Regions from separate parts of the Hordeum vulgare genome. Here region 1 is linked to region 2. Evidence: chromatin contacts called from public Hi-C data. All regions are on one chromosome and are shown on one strand. Each heading gives the region's core, a stretch centred on a gene start, on an enhancer-like site or on the middle of the called end of the contact. The rest is flanking DNA. Distances are from core to core; before and after follow the strand shown.

The links. A called contact is a pair of places that touch in the nucleus more often than the background predicts.
Region 1: a contact with region 2 is called in a Hi-C map of leaf, with 3 times the contacts expected there. The contact joins the promoter of LOC123449095 here to the promoter of LOC123449093 in region 2. A contact is called at or near these places in 4 of 6 Hi-C or Micro-C datasets (leaf, seedling and an unstated tissue).

The regions. Positions count from the first base shown.
Region 1 is chr4H:489,705,556-489,713,001 of MorexV3_pseudomolecules_assembly, reverse strand. It overlaps LOC123449095 (mitogen-activated protein kinase kinase kinase 1-like), which reads right to left and starts at 4,545. Exons shown (of 9, transcript XM_045126182.1): 1 at 3,131-4,545; 2 at 2,533-2,617; 3 at 2,334-2,396; 4 at 2,044-2,201; 5 at 1,782-1,857; 6 at 1,610-1,669; 7 at 1,062-1,169; 8 at 648-908; 9 at 275-527. The coding sequence starts at 4,140. The coding sequence ends at 681.
Region 2 is chr4H:489,463,913-489,471,246 of MorexV3_pseudomolecules_assembly, reverse strand. LOC123449093 reads right to left here and starts at 1,477. Exons shown (of 18, transcript XM_045126179.1): 1 at 991-1,477. The coding sequence starts at 1,281. LOC123449094 (eukaryotic translation initiation factor NCBP) reads right to left here and starts at 6,632. Exons shown (of 6, transcript XM_045126180.1): 1 at 6,359-6,632; 2 at 6,151-6,243; 3 at 5,945-6,049; 4 at 5,765-5,842; 5 at 2,882-3,001; 6 at 2,474-2,764. The coding sequence starts at 6,529. The coding sequence ends at 2,633.

The DNA of each region.
Region 1 (7,446 bases), core at 3,296-5,795, 240 kb before region 2:
CAAAGAAACAAGGCAGGCAGGCACGCAGAGACAAAGAAACCAAAAACGCGTGAGCTACACTCAACCAATAGATGCCAAATGGCGACCACCGGCCAGCGGAGGAATTTTCATAGGAAGGCCCGTACAATGCAAAGAAAACTTTTGCCCTACGGTCATGCATCAGCTTTGAAGTTAACAACAAGAAGGCATGCACTTCCAGGCCATACCAGTCGACGTTATCGAAAGTTCCAGAGCATGCCCTGTTCTTTACTCTTTGCTCCCCTATGCCTTGCAGTTGGAACAAGCAGTGAAATCTCTCTCATTCAGCACCATGCGTATTTACATCGTGTCTTTTCCTACTTTACACTAAGCTCAGGCGCTCGAATGAGCATTTACTCTACTCCCCGGGCAGAATAATATTAGCCGGATCACCGGAATTCGGTAAAGAATCAACTAACAAAACACAAGAGATGCTGCTGGTTGAAAATGCTGTTTACAAGGACCGTCCCTTTTCCAGCCAGCTCCGCATGATTAGTGAGGACTAATATCTGCAGGTAGAATAAGCAGCACTACGAGTCAGATTAACCAGGCGATTATACAAGAAACAGATGTCAGACTAGCTGAAGTAGCTGACGACAGGAGCCGCGTTGTGCAGAAGATTAACTTACAATTCTGCCGATATGCTATAGCTGTCCACAGCACTATCCACTTGTGCCACGTGTAGAAGAATTTGGGCGTGTGTATGTCCTCATGGACCGTATAGATCGCATAGATCTATTCACAAAGGGATGGTCCAGAAGTTTGGACGCGGAAGGTCTGTCTTCTGGGTTCGGTTTTACACACTGGCTAATGAAATCTCGAGCTTCCTTCGAAATAGCACTTGGAATTGCTGGTGGTTCACCCTTGCCAATCCTGTATAGGGCTTGTGTCTGCAGAACAAGTTGCAAGGGATGGGTGTGAATCTGATGAAACTCGAATCATAAATTACATGTACCAGAGACCTTTTTCAGATTTTAAACCAACACTGGAACTCAAACATGCAAGAACTATTAATAGATGTCAAACGAAGAAGAATTACTCACCCACTCCAGATCTGGATAGGGAAGTTGACGTGTCAACATCTCTAGGACCGTGCAACCCAGACTCCATATATCAGCTGCAGGTCCATATGTCTTCTTGGGATTGACGACCTGAAAGTTCAGTGTGTCCATTTAGAATAATCGAAAAGGTATGGACATATCATACATGACAACATGCTTATGCCAAATGCTATCTTGTTTAGCCAAAAAACAAGAATGTCCACAGCGAATAAAGAACATTGAGAACCAATCCAACTTAAATTAACCGCTTAGGAACTCACGTAATTACTCCACTAAGCGTCAACATACACTGTGAACTACAAGTGCAATAGTTGTCACTAGTCGTGAGCCATGACGATACTTAAAGGTCCGACAAAGTAAGCTAACTGAAATGTAGTGTGGAAATCCAAGCTGTATTTCAGTGCAACAAGACACAACTCCTAACACTTCTCATCATAGCCCCTTTACCTCAGAATTATACCACTACTTGCTAATTGATTATTCTCAACAAATTACTATGCTAATCTGATCTTAAGAGGGTGGAGATATACCTCAGGTGCCATCCAATATACAGTTCCTTTGCATGATTTTAGCACATTGAGTTTGGAGGTCTGAAAGACAATCGACAAAGAAAATGTTAAATCACGAAGTAAGTGCATGGATAACTACATTTGAAGTTCAAACACAAAATTATGTACTAGGTTTTACAAGAAAGTAGCGGACCTGCTTAGCAAGTCCAAAGTCCGCAAGCTTCACGGATCCATTCGCATGCACCAGTATGTTGGCACACTTGATATCTCTGCAAGATGATATTTTAAACTATAAGTACATGAAAACAATACATAATGCCCTAAAGACTTGTCAATGTGGGTCAGGTGATATTTATTTAGAAGGCAAAACAAAAACCAGTGATCTAGTTAATCTTACACCATGGTAAACCAAAAACCTAATGTCATTGGTACATGAACTAATGTAATCTTATTACCTATGAACAATGTTTCTCTCATGGAGGTAAGTCAATCCATTAAGTATTTGTCTTGTGTATGCCGAAACATGAGTATCTCGTAGGCGATACTTCTGATACAAAGATACAAGAGATCCTTGGGTCACTAGTTCAAGGAAGATGTAAAGTTTTGAGTCCTCCTGCAACAGTCACACAATTGGATGATTATCAGTATCAAATGAAATAAGCACAAAGAAATCTATGAGTATAGAGCACAACGGTGCTTCAACAATGGAGCAAAATGATGCACAATCGGAAGATCGGGAGCTTACTTTGTCAGTTCCAAAATAGTGTACTATATTCTCATGTTCAAACTGACTCAAGAGTGCAATTTCCTGAAAAGTAGAATGAAAGTTAATAAGAGGCCAAATTTCAGAATATACCATTGAACATAGAAGGAAAGAAGTCATAAAAGACAAGGTCTCTGTCTCTCTGATATTATCAATAACACAAACAACCAGCTAAACCAACCTGCTCAAGTTGGAAAATACACTGCTGTGCGTTGCTCCCTTGATCATGTAAGGACACTTCTTTGACAGCAAAAAAGACTCCCTCGCTGTGAAACATCAATCATTACACCATAAGATGCAGAAGTAGAACAGCGTGTAGGAGACTTGTGACAGAAAAACATAAGAGAGTGTAGGAACAGATGCAGTGCAATATTTTGGCAAAACAAATGATCATATTCCCCTGTATTCTAGAGAATTTGGTTCGGAACTGGATACTTTGACTCTAGCTAATTCTAGTTGACCACAACTCAGGAATCAGGATTATGTTGAAGATGAAACCATGAAGATGATTCAATTGCTATTTACTACTAAGCTACATGTCATCTGTGTATTTTGCTACGCAATAAGTAGTCCTTAAGAGTTAAAATTGGGGCCAGTGAGCTTCTAGTCAAGCAGAGGATCACTCTACACCACTCGGGTTAATCAAGGCTTGTAGATATACTACCCTAGGTTATCTTTGAAGTTTGAACAAACATAGCATGCCGAGTGCTTAATCTTAAGCATAACGTTAACAACCAGCATGTAAGGAACGATTTATTTTCCTGTGAAAGAGAACTTACTCGCTGATCCCCTCATAGACCGTCCCAAAGGAGCCACTCCCCAAGAGCACACCTCGACTCCACGACCGGATCTTCCTCTTAAACCTCCCGTTGGGCGAGACGTAGAACATGGACTCGGTTGTCTCGTCGTCGTTTGTGGTGGATATCGAGGATGTGCCTGTGAATTCCTCGGAGCTCTCCACGAGCCTGAGATCTTCCAACGTCAACACTTCGGCCGCATCCTCGTCGTCCTCGGCATCCGGGTCTCCAAAATCAGGGACAGATCTGACCGCCTGTGGTTGTCCTTGGTCCTCTGGCGCGAAAGACAGCAGGATATCCCACGTGGAACCCACCTGGGCAGCGGGCGGCAGTGCCATCGACGGCGGTGGCTTGAGCATCACCGGCGGCGGGCGCACGCCCTTGATCCCTCCCTCGCAGCCCGGTTTCCTGACATCCGGACGGGCTGGCTCCGGCGGATCCAACCATGCCGGCCGCACTGGGGCCTCGACCCTGGCGGTCTCCTTGGCCGGGAGCTCGAAATCAGCGGCCGCTGGCAAGGGCGGCTCCTCGGCGGCCTCGTGGCGGAGCGGGGACTCCCGCACGGGGCGGTCGGGCTGCGAGCGCGCGGAGGGGGAGCTGGAGGCGGAGGAGGAGGCGGAGGCGGAGGAGCGGAAGGCCTTGTGCGCCTCCCAGTCGGTGAGGGAGATGGCGAAGTCGTCGGGGCCGGAGAGGCCGAGGCTGCGGCAGAGGAGCTGTACGTCGCCGCCGCCGTCGCCGCTGCCGCCGATGCGGAAGCTGCTGAGGTCGACGGAGCAGGCGGCGGAGCTGGCGAGCGAGGGCGCGGCGGAGGCCGAGGCCGAGGAGGCCCTGGACGGGGACGGCGGGTAGCTGCAGAAGAGCTTGGCCGGGTCGTACTCGTAGTCGATGTTCTTGGACGCGTTGCGGCGGTCCAGCCGCGGGCCGCGCCTGGACGAGCGGCACGAGCCTGACGGCGAGGTGGACGTCGCGGTGTCCTGGGACGGCCGGCCCATCAGCGGCGCCTGCTGCTCATGGGGCGGGGCGGGGCGGGGCGGTGCGCTCCGGGACGGGCAGGGAGAGGCGAGGGGGAAGGGGTGGGGAGGGCGAGAGCCTGGCTTTGGGAGTGGCGCAGGAGACGGCAAGGCAAAGCGAGGTGCGGATATTTTTTTCAGCCGCGAGGCTGGTTTTTTTTTTTGGTTTGGTGGGCGAGGTGGGAGGGGCGGAGACGGGTGCGTTGTCGCATTGACTCGTACCTTTCGGCTTTGTGGTGGCCGCCGTGGGTCGCGAGGGCACTCGCGGCGCGGAGCTTCGCCGCAGTCGCGGTCTGGCCGGCTGGCAGCGGGGCGGAGGGCGCCTTTTGGTCGCCGGGGAGGGAGGGAGGGAGGGAGGGACGGACGGAGGCTACTTTGGAATGGAATGGTTGCGATGCTGGCGTGTGTGCGGACGTGTGACTATGGGCTGAACCGTCGTCGGGTTGGCGTGTGTGTGCCTGCCTCTTGGCTCTTGCCAAGTCAGCACACGGTAACTAGCGTACATTTGCTCCTGCTTCTCCATTTTTTTATTATTCATTCAAGATATATATATATATATATATATATATATATATGAACTTACGTCGAGTGCATATATAGTTAATCACACAGGCAGCATCATGTCCCAAGGAACATATGGTAAATTGTGTGGTGTCACGAAACCGAACGACCCGCTATCGCGTGTACCTTTCGGGCTCTCTGCCACTGCAAAGTGCAGTATGTTTCGTGCTCTTTAATGGAGGTTGGTGTGCTTGGCTGATGGCTCAGTGATAGCATTACCGAAATCATAAATGACGCCCATGCACATTCTTCATTCAATGTTGACTTGGCATGGCATGCTCACACGAGAGTTTTGCGTAAATATGTGCGTTTATCGTGCTAGTTTTCTTTAACTATAATTATTTATATACCGAGGATGTAAGTTAGTATGGTTTTGTTTTTTCAGTTGATTCGGAGTTCTTGTAACTTTTTAGAGTTTGTAAGAGCAACTTCAACCGGCCGATCCAAACGGACGATGGTTTTGTCCATTTGGGTCGGCCGCCCGCTCCGCGTCCGTTCGCTTTTTTTTTGGGGGTCGGACGTACGTCCAATGCAGACAATCCATTTTAGATCCGCACATTTAGATTAAAAAGACCTTTATGTCAACGTCTAAGGGTTCATGTTGGCACCATGCGAGCGACCGACATACATTGTCAGCCTACATAAAACCACCATGTAGTTCATGCGGACACACTTGCGAGCGGTCAGCACACATGCCAACACACCAAAAGGGGCGGGGATTCGACCACGCCATGTCGGTCCGTGGTCATGTTAGCACACTTGCCGGCATATAAAAAAGGGACTCTGATCTCCGTCGTAGATCACAGCTGGTCGAACTTGAGCATTTTGGCCTGCATCTTCTCGAACCATAGCCTCTTCCTCGGCGACACGGTGTTCAGATCAACCTTCATGATCTCCACGCCCGTCTTCATGCTTGCGAGGGCCACTTCTTTCACCTTGGTCTTGGCATTCGTGGCCTTGCTCTCAAGCATCTTGGCTTGCTTCGCCTCCTCCAACTCAAGCATCTTGGGTTGCCTCTCCGCGTCCATCTCGAGCATCCTCCTTTGGATTTTCATGAAGACGTGCATTTGCTCTTCCTTTTCTTGCCGACGCTTCTCCTCCCTCAAGTCCTTCTTGTTTATCATGCCCTCCACCTTTTCAAGCAAGGCAATCGACGTTGCATCCCGCTTGTCCTCCTTCTTCGAGTTGGTATTCCCCCGCGGCCGGGCATTCTCGCCGTCACCATGCTCCTCCGCACCTCCCCCCCCCCCCCCCCCCCGCGCCAAGAGGGCGGCATATTGCGCCTTGAACTTCTCCCTGTTAATGATAGTCCAACAATGGGAGAGATGGAAAGGTCGTGTCGTCGTGTTGAACCTTGAATGCCTCCAAAGCTTGGAACACCTACAACTCAAACCAAGCAAGCATATGTGGGCAAATGGACATGCAATCCACGGGAAAAATACGTGGCACCAAAAGGGAATGAGAGGGCATGCATACCATGTCTTGCATGTCGAGGCCGCTCACAGGGCATGCCATGATGCTCTCATAGGTGGCACAAAACTTGTTGCACTCTTGTTGAATCACGCTCCGACGCTTCGAAAGTGACACCCATCCACGCTTGCTTTGCATTTGGTACGGGGGAAACTTCTTGCGCTCATGGAACTCACGATGAACATGAGTCCATAAGGCTGATCACTTTTGTTCGGCGCCGACCTTCGGGTCTTGCCTAATGTCCCTCCAACACTCATAAAGGAGCTTGTCCTCGGTCGACGTGTATGCCTTCATCCGCTTGCTCTTGCGCTTCGGCTTAGCCCCGACAACAGTTTGGTTGGCAAGCTCCTCCTCGAACAAAGGCTCCCCGTCGATGTCCATGTCATCATCCTCCTCCTCAAGGTCGTAGTCCTCCGGGAACTCATGGTCGAGCGGGAAGCCGTCTAGGCCGACCTGATCTTGCATGAAGGCGTCATGTGGATCATTGGTATCTTGCATGAATGGAGCTCGACCGTCCTGGCTTTGGGACTCATCGGGATCGTACGCAATCGTGGAGTAAGCACCAGCCGCTGGCGCACCACCTTCGAAGATCGTGTTCTCGAGGAAACGGTTGGCCATGTCATCGTCGACGCCCGCCAGCATTCCGTCTAACATATTGCAGGCGCAGGTGAGCATGTCGGTTGGCATCTCGCGCTGGCGTTTCCTCATGCCTCCAGACGATGATCCGCCTGCCATCGGCGTGGCGTTGAGGTCGATGGTCACCGGCGCGGGCGTGGAAGGGGCCACAATGCTCACCTCCGGTGAGCATTCCTTGGAGAAGCGGCTACCTTGCGGGTAGACGTGGAAGCCGGAAATCGGGTGCGTGGAAGACACGCGCGGCGACTCCGACAGCATCATCCGAGGATATGCTGACGAGCTCGTGCTGGCCACGGCCGCGACAATGACGGCGACAAGCCCGTGCTGGCTAGGGTTTACCCCTAGGTACAACAAGGCCTCCCTCGTTGCCTCCTTCACCCAGGAATTAGTGTCTTCCTGCTGCACGGCGGTGGCAATGGCGGCGACGACATCTGCCTCGCCCCTTGCATCCTGCGCGTGCCTCCGGCCCTTCCTCTTGGCCGACTCCACGGCCCGCTCCTCTGGCGCCAACTCCTTCATCTTGTTCTTGGGCAGCGCGGCGGCCTTGCAGGGGGCGCGGACCTTGCCTCTGGCTACGGCGGCGGTGCCAGACGAGGCGAGGGAGGCGATGGTGGTGGCAGT
Region 2 (7,334 bases), core at 228-2,727:
TACTTGGTTCACTGAAAGTTCAGAATTTGACTCCACAAAGAAGGTACAGCCCTAGAGCTCCCCTTTTTCTCCGCTTGATTTGCGAAATGTGGAAAGTTGGCAGTTCCATACAAGTACTTGTGCATGATGATGGGAAGAAACATATTTGATAATGATGTTCTTGATGGAACAGGCAGCCACTACTAAAAGCCTAAGATTACAACCCTTCAGGCATGATATTTGCTAGACTTGTAGCACAAAAATTAGCAAGGTATAGGCACAGCATGCAAAAGATAGGTGACTTGATTGCGGGGTAGACATATCTTCTGTGTTTAACTTTAATATGCAGTGCCTGTCATCAAATAAAAGGAAGGGAAATGTAGGGATGTACTGTTTTATTTTGATACTAATATTCCCCAAAACGCAAATGGAAAGAATAAACTAGCACTCAAAATATAGTAATGCCACCAATTTCCATATTCACATCAAGACTGGACTCAGCAGCCCAGACACGCTACAGGCTACATCAGACTAGGCATTTGATGTATGTCTAACCTTATCCCGGTCCCCAGACTAACCCACGTATGTAGCTTTAAATCCGTCATGCCAGCCCAATTGTTTCAGATCAAAGTGATGTGGCTTGAATTTCAATTCTGTAATTTAGCTATTATATACACCGACGACATATTTCCTGCCATGCTCATGGTGTATTAATGTGAGCAGAAAATTGGTTCAAATTCGTATATCAGTTACAGGTGTTCATCAACAGATACAGATGTGGTAGAGTCACTACTCGATCTGTTTGCACCTCTACTTGGCCAACAAGGTATAAGAAATCATGTGCATTCCAAACTTATTTAAAATTGAAAATCGGGAGGAACTTATTTATCAACACGGAAGCGAGCATAGAGAATCCACGATTTCAACGCAGCGGGCGAATTAAAGCAGCCCAGTTACCGAGCAAGCACCAGACAACAGCCGAGACGGGGGCGAATTCTAGCAATGCAGTACCTTCCTGGCGGCCGCTGATCTCCGCGGCCTCGCCTTCCTCTTAGCCTTCTCCGGCTCCTCCGCGGCCTCCTTCCCAGCCGCCTCCTCGGCCGCTGGCGCGGGAGGGGCAACCCCTGCGCCGCCGCCGCCGCCGCCGGACCTGCCCGACCCAAACGGGAGCCTGGACTGCACGCACCGCCTCAGGCGCTTCGCGTCGGACGACGAGGGCGACGGCTTCGCAGGGGACGGCGTTGGCGACGGCGTGGGCGTGGGCATCGGCGCCGGGTCCTCGGGGTCAGCAGATCCGCCCATCGGAACGGGATCGAGCGGGGAGCCGGGGCTAGGGTTTGGGGTTCGGGAGCTGGAAATTGTTTAGTGCCGCGAGGGGGCGGGAGACGGGGCTGGATGGATTAGCTTCACGTTTCTCCCGCGCGGTGGAGCGGACGCGCGCGCGCGCGCGCGGGGGGGCGGATTTGGGCGGGAGCCAGGGGAGGGAGGAGGTTGGCGCGGCGCACGCTACGGTACGGACAGAATTGCGAGCAGTAAAGTGAGTATCGGTGTTCTTTCTCTCTCTTTATTTTTTAGCCGGAGTGTCAGTGTTTTGATCGGGCCCGTGCTCAGATTTTTCTGGGCAGTAGGCCGACGGCAAGAGCCATTTGGCACTGTATGGGCTGGGATGATGGGTGGAACTAAGAAGGCTAGAACGCGGGCTTGGCCCGTTTACCCAAATCCCTAGTGTGAGATTTTTTTATTATTTTATTTTATTTTGACTGCCAGTCTTCTTCTTTTTTTCAGTCTTTTTGACTGCCAGTCCTGGTGTAAGATTTGTCTGGCGAACATGCAAGGGCCTAATTTTTAGCAGCACAGTATTTTTGAAACCGTGGTAATGTAAAACCTCGGTATTCCAATGTTTGGTCAATGAATACTCTATTTTTTTTAAACCAAAAGACGCTATTTAAAAGCATTGCGGTTTGTAAGTTATTGTATATATTTATTGATGCCAAATACATCAGGGTTTACAAAACTATGGTTTCTAAAAACAAAACATGATATTCTAGAAATACTCCAAAAATACTTGTCTGACAAACACAGCCTAAGGTTTGGCATTACCCTAACAAAATGTAATTCTTGGCCAACCCTCTTTATATCACAGATCTTTGTTTATAAAATTTGTTTTTTGCTATACTACTGATCAAAAGGTATGTGCTTAATTTTTCTTTTTGCTGGTAAGAGTAACCGGTGCCGTCTGAAAGACCCAAACAATGTGCTCAGACATTCCCGAGATTCAATTATCATCCTGGAGTACTTACTATTTCTGTGATATTATCAGCACCATCCAAAGAGCAACCCGAGGTTTCACCTAAATACTCCCTCCATTCCAAAATAAGTGTTGCTGCTTTAATACCAAATTTATACTAATTTAATATTAAATTTGCGTCACTTATTTTGAGACAGAGGGAGTACTTGCCAAAACGAGTCGACCATACAGCCATCCGGGCGAATATCATAAAAGTCAATACTTAGGCATTTGAAATTCTGTAGAGTACATGGTAGCATGACAAAGAGTAATCATACATCATGGCTGGGTTGAAACTTCAGAACCGAAAATCCACAAGGATTAAGTTCACGAGAAGGGCCATGACTAGCCTTGACAACATGGAGGTTAACCTCTCAGCCATGTGTTCCTGTAGGACGAGTTGTCTCGCAGCGAGGCATCATGTGGTTTGTACTCCATCAGATAGGTGTGCGGCAGCTTCAAGTGCCTCTTAATTGAGTCTCTTAATGTCATCACAGCCTGCAAGGCACAAGAACACGAGCGAATGAATAACATGGAGAAGAGAGAAAAAAAACTGGTGGTAACACAGTCAAATCCAAACACCTTAGTCCAGAAACATTAAGAGAAGTCGCAAACCTGGTGGTCTGATGCATTCCGATTCCAGACACTCAGGATGTCTTCATTGAAACGACAACTTAGCACAATGCCACAAACATCATCACTATAATCAAGTTGGTCACCCACTAGAACCAGCACCTGGACAAAGAAACATGATGGTGGAAAGAATTAAAATCTAAGCCATCGACAGCTGCAGGACCTAACCAAATAATCCTTATAAAAATTGTTAATCAACAGAACACATTTTGGGCAATCAGGTGCCATTCTTGAGGCACTGTAAAACTGAATGATTGTGATCCCAGAGACTAAAGGGGAGGACAAGCCGCATAGAAAAGCAGAACAAAGACAGGAAATGAAATGTGAATGAGCAAAGAAAATCTGAGATTGCTGTGGATGTGACATCAACAACAAGCAGACACTATATAGAGAAAAGAAGATGGTGCCAGAAAATAATGATAAAACAAACCTACTTGTTGCAAGTACAATAGAGCATGTAAAATCAGCTAGATATGAGGGCTCATGGTGGGAGACCAGAATGAGAGTAAAATCAAACAGTTGCACCAGGAAAACACAAGGATGAAGCATGTTGTGTCATTTCCATTACATTAGTTAAACCAATTTATGAGTAAATGCAACACATATCTTCCTCTCTCAAATTAGTATCCTCACACAAATGCAATATCCACAAGTGTACTCAGAAAAATAAATAAGAAGAAACAAAAATGATGTTAAACAGGCATTGCGTATTAACATGAAGGGTGTGGGATGTGACAACAACTGATAGAGGGCATCCATGTACCCAAATGTTTCTCGTAGCTCTTCGATTTCTTTAATGCAGCACAAATCTCCACTTGCCGAGGCAAACATTCAAAAGGTACAGTGCCACAGGTTTTGTTTGTGGGAACAATAGCCATAGGTACAAATCTTGCTTCACATTTTAAAACCCACTGCACCCATTGTACTAGTGATGCATAAATCTACTAATAGGAGCCATGCATGAGATTATTTGCAATCTTGATTTCATAAACATTGATAGGGAAACTAGACTGCCAGACTAAAATATTTATACACTAAATCAAGAGTTAGAGACAAGGGACTTCAAAAAAAGAAGATACAAAATTAAAGAAATAGAAATGGTGATCAAGAAGTATGGCTCAGTAGACATGTGAAAATTTGTGAAAATTTGTAAAGCATAGCATATGGCATGCATGCTTAAGAAAGCAGTCAACCGTAACCACAGAACAGTGCATCTTGGAAGGCTGCTAATTCATTTCTGGATCAGCGTCAACTTCTTCTATGCTGAACCACTTGCTTCAAGTCATAAGTGCACACAGTAAACATGAAAATAGCAATAATACTACCTCAGGTCTCAGGATTATGTTGGTACAGGTACCAGGGTGCCAGACCATTATGCGCTGCAAGGCTGTTTGGTTTAAGGGACGGCCTTATACAGGGAGATCCGGGCCCATCATGGGTAATCCCATGTTTTCATGTCACGGACCTAAGTCTCCATTGACTATTGGCACTAGCATAACGTCGTTGTGTTGCTACGGAACCGCAAAAATGATTCAGATGTATTGGATTATTAATATATTATGGTATATAACAACCAATGCATGTGCAACACTGCAGAGAAGAAACTCAATCAAGCAGCCAACACTGCAGTTGTGTAACTGCAGCAGCAACGTGAGCACCGTTGCAAGCTAAGATTCTTTTTTCTCTTCAGATGGGAGGGGTCTCGTGGGTTCTAGATGACTGAGGGAGATTGAGTGGAGTGGGGGTGTCGTGGGTATAAGCCTGACAGTAGATGTGTAGGGTACGAAAAGGATGGGCAGAGTCCCAGCTACGGCGAGGTTGTATGAGTTCAGGCCCCTCTACGGTGGAGGTAATAGCCCTACGTCTCAGTGCTCTAGGAGCTTGTTGTCGAGTGGAATATGGAATACAATGATTTGCTAACCCCTGCACCAGCGGGGGAGGGTGGCTTATATAGAGTGCGTTGCCCTCCACAACGGTTCCGGTACAGGGGTGGAGTAGTGGCGATTGAATGCCTACGTTACAGGTAACGTATGTCCTAAATGCTAATAAATGCACCGGGAAACGTACGACTGTTTCCCTCCAGGGAGGTTACGATGTTCCGAGTGCCATCCAGTCGGTTAGTTTGATGTTCTCCGACTGGATGGTCGAGGACCTGTTACCGACTGGACGATGGGGACTCCTTAATTCAGTCGGAACTGACTAAGGGCCTTGTCCCTTATGAGGGGTAGTCCTTGGGTAGGACTTACAGGGCAGGCCTATGACCCTACCCTAGGACTATAACCCCATCAGGGGGAGTATAAGATAGTAGAGATTATGGCCATGACTCATGAGGAATGCCATTCTGAAGGAAAAAACATTTCCGCTCTATAAACAGAACAAGGGCTATCCTGTTCCAAATCTAGACCTAAGTTTCTTGTTTCACTTGAGGAATGAAATGTTTGATCCATCAGACCATCACTAACTCCTCACAGCATCCCACAAGGTTATAATGCAATTAAAGACCAGTCATGAACAAAGTAAAAACATCACTTGAGAATCCCATGATGATAAGAACTACTCCCTCCGTTCCTAAATATAAGTCATTTAGAGGTTTCACCGGTGGACTACATACGGATGTATATAGACATACTTTAGAGTGTAGATTCACTCATTTTGCTCCGTATGTAGAGCCCTAGTGAAATCTCTTAAAAGACTTATATTTAGGAACGGAGGGGTAGAATTTTCCACAAATCAAGTAGGCTAATGTATAGTACTTCATGGTGGCACAGGAAGGGAAGTCCTAGTTGAGGGTTTAAAGAACAACAACCGAAGTTTGTATGATGACCTAATCTTACAGCCCAACGAAAGCACAAATAGATTACTTACCAAATCCTCCCAGAAACGCCCAGAAACAGCCTTCTTGAACCGTATAATCCACTTGCCGCCATTCCGATTTGCAGGATCCTGCCCAGTCAAAATGCATTAACCACTAGAAGCATGGTAGACATGACACCAATACTAAACACAGACACTACTGAAAAAACAACAGCTTGTTCGGAGCAATACCTCCCAGAGTGGACGGACACCCTCTTTGAAAAGATGCAGGTCCGTGGGGCTCGGTAGGGCGGACGGGCGTGCGAGGTGGCAGTAGCAAACCCAGAACGACTCGACCTAAAGTCATCCAATTCCAAACAGCAATATCAATCAGTAAGCTCCACTGACCTAACTAAGAAAAAACCCTGAAAGCAACCTGCTGTGACGGAGACACGTACAGTGCTGAAATCGACGATCTTCTTGATGTTGTCCTCGTACGACTGCGACCTCGTCCCGGGCGTCCGGCGTGTGTACCAGAGCACGAGCTTGCGCTGCGGACAAGAAAGGAGATTACATCCGGCTTCCTCTGAGATTCAAAGGTTCAGGCATTTCTGGAACGGGAAACGGGGATAAGGTTTAGATCTAGCGGCGGCGGGCGGGTCTTACCCTGAGAGGATGGAGGCCGGCCTTGAGCTCGCGGTTGCGGCGCTCGCTCTCCTCGGCCTCCGCCTCGTCCTCCTCCTCGACGGCGGCGGGCGGCGCGTCCTCGGCCCGGGCGTGCGACGGCTGTAGCTGCTCCTCCTGCTCGGGCACCTTCCTCTCCACCGCCGCCTCCATGGCGCCCCCTCGTGCGGCGATTTGGTCGGCTGGGTTGGGAGTTCAGAGAGAGAGAGACGAGGAAGGGTCCGGGAGACGCGTGACGGGGGGATGGGAGTGGGTTTGTGCCTTTTTGGTCCTCTTCGATAGGGATGAACCGTGCCAGGGAGCGCTTCTATTCCGTAAGGTGTGGGTCTGAAATCTTTTTCTCACAGCTTCTCCAAACAGTGACTCAAAAATTTCACGTGCAATAAAAGTTTTAACACATTATTATAATATTTTTATTAGAACAGTATTGAACGTCGACGCGCCGGCTCGAAAACTCGCGCCGGTCACAGCGCAGCCGTATGATTGGAGTCTCCCGCATCGTTGGATCTCCCCCGCTCCTTCATCCTCCTCACGCAGCTCAACGCGCATCCCGATCCCTCCGCCTCCCCTACATCTCGCACGCGCCGCCGTGTGCAAGTAGCCCGCGGGCTCCCGCACGCTCATCGTCGTCGTCCCGTCGTCAGCCTGCTCATCGCGCTCGACGTCGACGTCGTGGTTCCCATCAACCCACCACCAACATCTCGCCTTCCGTGCAGCAAAAAAAATTGTCGGTGGTAGCTAAAAAGTAATACCGGTTGTAACAAAACAGAACGACGGATGTAGCAAATTTGTATAATAATTGTAGCATTTTTTCATCATGGTTGCAGCTCGGCCATGCCAACTGTTATAGAAAAACAATACAGTTGCAACAAAACGGAATGACGGATATAGCAAATTTGTATAATGGTTGCAGCATTTTTACATCATGGTTGCAACTCCGGCTACAACTTCAATGAAC